2 separate regions of the Canis lupus genome follow, and region 1 is linked to region 2. Evidence: chromatin contacts called from public Hi-C data. All regions are on one chromosome and are shown on one strand. The core of a region is the stretch at or near the end of the contact, and the rest is flanking DNA. Distances in the headings are between cores, read along the strand shown.

Region 1 (2,745 bases), core at 224-2,723, 120 kb after region 2:
CAGCTACTCAGAGGAGACTCATAGTCTCCAGATTTGTTAGTTTCACTTGGGGGGTGGGGGGGGGGGGGAGTCGGGGTTAAACAAAAAAAAGAGAGAGAGAGAGAGAAGGGCCTGGGGTGGGTGTGAAATCCGGGCATCCTCTTGAGCTCTCCCTCATCTCTGTTTCAATTACACACCTGTCAAACAGGTTATTCCTGGAATTCAGATTTTATAATCCTCATGCTGTAATCCTTCCTGCTCCTGGTGCCCGAACACACACCCCTCTCTGCTTCCCCAAAATATGTATGTATGCATCCGTAGAACGTAGGAGAGAGAGTTAAGAAGCAAGCAGTCCCAGGTAACACCGAACTCCTCACCTTGAGCACTTGGCAAACATCAAAACGAGGCAACATGATGACAATTTTCAAGAAGGCCAAGGCAGTGGTTTAAGATAATCATAGGCCAGGCCTGCCTATACTGAATTTTAATTAACACACACAAACTCAAGAGGGCCGGAACTGGGGAAAACGAAAAGAATTAAAGTTGCCTTGACGGGGAGAAGAAGAAAAAAAAAAAAAAAAATGTTTTCCCATCTTACTGGAGAAAAGTGCATGCCTAAGAGTGTAGCTTATTTCCTTATCTCAAAGCCAGGAAATGAGTGAGGTCCTTTCAGGCCAGCCTGAATATAAACTCTTGTTTAAAAACAAGAGGGACTGCAGGGCGAAACCCCTTTCCCCACTTCGGCCGAGCGGCGTGGCCTGCAGTCGGCGGCGTGTTTACCAGCCGTCTGCTCGTTCCCCCAACCAGAAGTTTCAACGTGCCACGGGAAACAAAGACGGAGGCTCGCACCGACCTTATAGACTTGTCCGTAGGTGCCATTTCCAACCACTTCCACCAGCTCAAAAATCCCAGCAGGATCCTGGTGAAGAGGAGGGGAGGGGTGAGAATTTTAAAAGCAGCACAACAATGAATAAATAGAGCGGGGCGGCGGGAGAGAACGGGCGACGGCACACCCGGCGGGCTTGGCCCCGCGCGGTCCCCCAGCGCCCGAGGGCCGCGCCCGGGGCGCGGGGGGCGCGGGGGCCGCGGGGGCCGCGGAGGGTCGCGGAGGGTCGCGCCCCGCCGCCCCGCACTCGCCGACGCAGGCAGACAAAGGGGCCGCCGCGCCCGCGGCTGTGCCGGCCGCTGCGCCCGAGAGCCCGAGCGCCCGAGCGCCCGAGCGCCCGGCGGGCAGGGCGCGGCCCCTGCTCCCCGCTCCCCGCTCCCGGCGCGCCCGTGGGGGGCTCGTCGTGGCCACTCACCCGCAGGGAGGAGAGGTCGATGTCCACCAGACTTTTTGCAGGGGAGTCGTTCGCCATTTTCCCTTTTTGCCACCAGACGAAACAGTACCAGTAGATCTCTCCGCCTGCCTATCTCTTCCCGCCGCAGGCCAGGCCGCCGACGGCGCCTCCTCGCTCGGGAGCGGGCGGCCGGACTCCGCCCGGAGAGGCCGCGGGCAGCGGCGGCGGCGGCGGCGGCGGCGGGCTGGCGGCTGTCGGCCGGCCCGGGCCGCGCGCGGAGGGCGGACGGAGCGTGCGCGGGGCGGCGGCGGCGCTCACACCATGGCGCGGGGCGGCCGTCAGGCCCCCGGGCGTCGCCCGCGCCTCAGGCCCCGCGCCCGCGCCCCGCGCCGCGCGCCTGGAGGACGGGCCCGGAGCGTGGGGCCGCGGCGCCGCCGAGAGTTGAGCGAGTGAGCGCGAGGCAGCGAGACAAAGATAACCCGGGGGGCGGGGGCGGGGGCGGGGGCGGGGGCGGGGAGGGGGGCGGGGAGGGAGGGGGCGGCGGCGCGGGAGGAGGAGAAACGGGACACCGAAAATATATTCTGAGGAGGGAGAACGCGGCTCCCCCGCGCCCTCCCCGGCAGGAAAAGCGAGCGGAAACGCTCCCAGCCCGAGCCCCGCCGGGGAGGGCGCGGGGCGAGCCGCCCGCGCGGCGTGAATATTCAGCAGGGGTGCGGCCCGAACAATGGCCGGCCGGCGGGCGGCGCGCACCGCGGCCGGGGCGGGGAGGAGGCGCCCCGGGACTCCCCCCGAGGTGCCGGCGCCGAGGAAACGCCCCATCTCGCGCTAACAATACACGGAGCCGCAGGGACGCGGCCCCCGGCCGCAGACGCGCGGAGGCGCACCGGCCCCGGCGTCGCGGGGGCGCGAAGGGGGGTCGCCCCGGGCCCCCTGCCCCTGCCCCTTCCCCTTCCCCTCCCCTCCCCTCCCCCACCTCCGGATGGGTTCTCTACCCCCCCCCCCCGACCCTCATTTCCGGTTTCCTCACACGGTTCTCGTTTCCTATCTTGCAGGCGACGTTTGTGACAGGCGTGTAGGTGCGGCGTCCCCTGAGCATCACCTGGCCGCGGGTCCCGAGGCTCTCCGTGGGAACCGAGCCCAGAACAGCCCCTCTGAGCGCCTGGCACTGCCTTCCTTACCGCGCTCGGGAGGTGAGCCCTGTGGGGGGGGCCCCAAGTGCTAACCCCCGTTTTGTGCCTACAGATCATTAAGGATCGATATAAACAGGCTTCAGCCAGCAACTTCGGAAGCTCGTCGGTAGGTGGGCAGTTTGATCCTGTTAAATAGGGATGAATATATTGTGTGTGCACCACCCATCATTTTTATCACATCGCTCCACAAAAAACTTTGAACGGCTCCCTGTTACCTCGCGGCAGGTTCTTTCTCCAACCTGCGTGCGTCAGAATCACCGGGAGGGATTGTAAAAGCGCCGGTGGCTGACCCCCCA
Region 2 (2,832 bases), core at 83-2,582:
TAATATATTCTTCAAATTTAAAAGGACAACAAACAGGGCAAAGTATTTAATTTACTCATGACAAAAAGTTCTATGCACAAGACAGTGTCACACTGCCATGAAAGCAGTGTACTCAGGAGAACCAAGGTGACAGAAAATGAACAACGAGACAGCATCTCAATACTGTGCTGGAAAATCTGCACCTGCAACAAGGTTCCTAAGTCATCCTCACTGCAACAGCAGGAAGGGATGAGGGGTGTGCAATTTGTAAGCAGAGCCCCTATCCCTCAGGAAGACTAGGGACCCAATGAGGCCAAGAAAGCAGGTGCCTCTTACTCTATAATCATAGGTGGCATCTGGGTTCTCATCACAGGCAATAACCTCAGGAGCCATCCAGTAGGGGGTGCCTATGAACGTATTTCTCCTCCCAACGGTCCGGTCAAGCTGAGCACTCACGCCGAAATCAACTGTGGGAGGAAGAAAAAGGAAGGGGTAGAACATAATTAACAAACCACAAGATGAAGAAATGTGAGGAGGAGGTATCTGCAGTATAAACTCAAGGAGTAATAAGACTTCATGGACATGCAAACACCTTAAGATCACCAGCATCAATAAGGAGAACAGTCTCCAGAGCAAAGCTGCCCAAATGACAAAATCTTCTACCAGTTTGCCAGCTCCTAGGAGGCCTGGATCCAGCCACTTCCCGGAGTTGCAATGACAGTGACCTCCAGAGGGACTTTTAGACTAATTAGGATATTCAGTGCTTGTAGGAAACATACCTGCCACAAATTAGGATCAAGTCATAGAAAGCTCCAAGTTCAGGAGAACTGACTAACACCCATGTGACTTGGCTTCTTAAGCAGCACTAACCACAAAAAGAGAAGAAACCCACAAAGGTTTTCTGGAAAGTACACAGTAATGAATTCAATAAAAAGAATCTAGCTAAACTACAAATATACTAAGACATTCTTCTCAAAGTACCTGGGACTTCTGATTTTTCAGAGTGACCCCCACATCCCACTCAGCTGAATGATGATGGTGGTCTAGAGGAAAGTTCAAGGATGGGAGACAGAGCTAGCAAGAAGATTATGGTCCCTAAAGGAATGTTTGCCCACGACATCACTATGCACACTGCTATTACCCGTAGGACTGCATGAGGGGAAGCTCCTGCCAAAGGGCCTATGGAGGGCTGAGATCACTCACAGGGGTTGGGTAACAGATTCAACTTCTGTAGGCAAAACATGCTCAGGAAACCACCTGACCAGGAGGTAGACTCACATGTTCTGACACAGACACATATGGGCCAGGCAGTACGTGCCATTTGTAGTAACTCAGACAGTAGTCACGAGTGATCAAGTGATTACAGAAGAATTATCACAGTCCTAGCACCAGGGGGCCAGTGCAGGAAACAAACACAGCTTACAGAGTCACCGAGAATGACAACAATTCAAGTGCCTCCCATTTAAGCTTTGAGGGGATTTCCCAAATCAGCACACTCTTCCTCCACAGATGGTCAATAAATGGAGGTACTAGGCAAGAAGGCAATAATGAAGATTTCGTTTTTAAGGTTTAACTACTGCGCCTAGGATTTTTGAAAGATGGACTAGAGTCTCATAAGCGTAAAGAATTTTTTTGTGTGATACCTTAGTGGAAGAAAACTTAAGGCTAATTGTTTAAAAATTTGACAGAAACATTATATAAAAGTGGGATTAAAAAAAGTTCAAATCTGGGTAAAGGAAACAGGAAATAGAGAAGATCCATTATAAAATCACCTCCAGGAAGATACCTTGGACTCCATCCATCTATGCATAAATTTACTGAGTATCTAAGTATATTTAAGGCACTAAGCTAGATGTCAGATAAGAATGCTCTTGTAAATAAAACATCATAAGTTGCTATACTTCCAGAATTTATATTCCAGTACGTAAGTCAGAAATATAAGTAAACAAATAGCTGTATAATTATAAACTGTGATCAGGATTAATGAGGAAACAAACAGCGTATCAGAGGGTCAGGGAAAGACTCTGAAAGGAGGAAAAAATCACAACTTCCAAACTGCCCCCAATGGGGAACAGTATGTGCAAAGAACCGTGTGGGACATTGCAAGGAAATTAAAAAAAAAAAAAAAAAATGAGTGAACTGGAGAAGAGAGAGGTGAGGATGGTCGCAAAACAGAGCAAGAAAATAGTAGGGACTATGTCTTTTTATGGGTCATGGTTAAAAAAATGTATATTTTATTACAGTTGAAACAGGAAGCCACTAATGGTCTTTAAGGAAGAAAGTGCCGTGATCTGATTCAAACATTATTCAGTCTATTATATGGAGAGCAAAGCACAGGGGACAACCCTAGTAGAAAGGGAGGCTGGAGCCAGACAAGGCATAAGCCTAATTCCCAGAACAGAAAGAGAAAATGTGGCTAATAGACTGAACTTTTAGCTAAATGCCAACAAGGTTGGGAGTGCTGCTGGTATGTACTAGGGGCAACTATTAGATCATGTGGCACATGCATCACATACCAAGCTTCACCTCTGCATTCTCGGTCAGCAACACATTCTGGCCCTTGATGTCTCGGTGAATCACGTGATGGATGTGAAGATGTGCCAGTCCCTGAAGAGAAGAGACAGATCTGAATTTTATTCCTTGTTGTCGCAAATAAAGAGCCTGGAACACACTTTTGATAACAAAGTGGACATACAGAACTAAGGTTTAATGAACCCCATTTAGAACATACTACAATTCAATTTTAGTACATTTTCAGGAAGATATCACCGATAGTACCACACAGAAAGAAGTATCCACTCCCAGGTTCCAACAGGTTAGGTCCCCCGTGTGAGCAACATGACCAGTTTCTAG

What was found. Hi-C and Micro-C count contacts between places; a contact is called where the count stands out from the background.
Region 1: a contact with region 2 is called in a Hi-C map of blood, with 2.9 times the contacts expected there. The contact joins the promoter of MAP4K4 here to the enhancer-like site in region 2. A contact is called at or near these places in 3 of 9 Hi-C or Micro-C datasets (amygdala, blood and liver).

Annotation. Positions count from the first base shown.
Region 1 is chr10:42,330,347-42,333,091 of UU_Cfam_GSD_1.0, forward strand. MAP4K4 (mitogen-activated protein kinase kinase kinase kinase 4) reads right to left here and starts at 1,474. Exons shown (of 32, transcript XM_038550934.1): 1 at 1,281-1,474; 2 at 833-898. The coding sequence starts at 1,337.
Region 2 is chr10:42,205,744-42,208,575 of UU_Cfam_GSD_1.0, forward strand. MAP4K4 (mitogen-activated protein kinase kinase kinase kinase 4) reads right to left here. Exons shown (of 32, transcript XM_038550934.1): 6 at 2,496-2,586; 7 at 316-446. Among named protein-coding and RNA genes, the nearest start is that of MAP4K4, 120 kb to the right of the region's middle. Within about 2 kb of position 1,333, at least 4 of the 20 cell types and tissues checked have an H3K27ac peak or open chromatin away from gene starts, as enhancers often do. A contact at or near this core is called in blood, where this site is marked.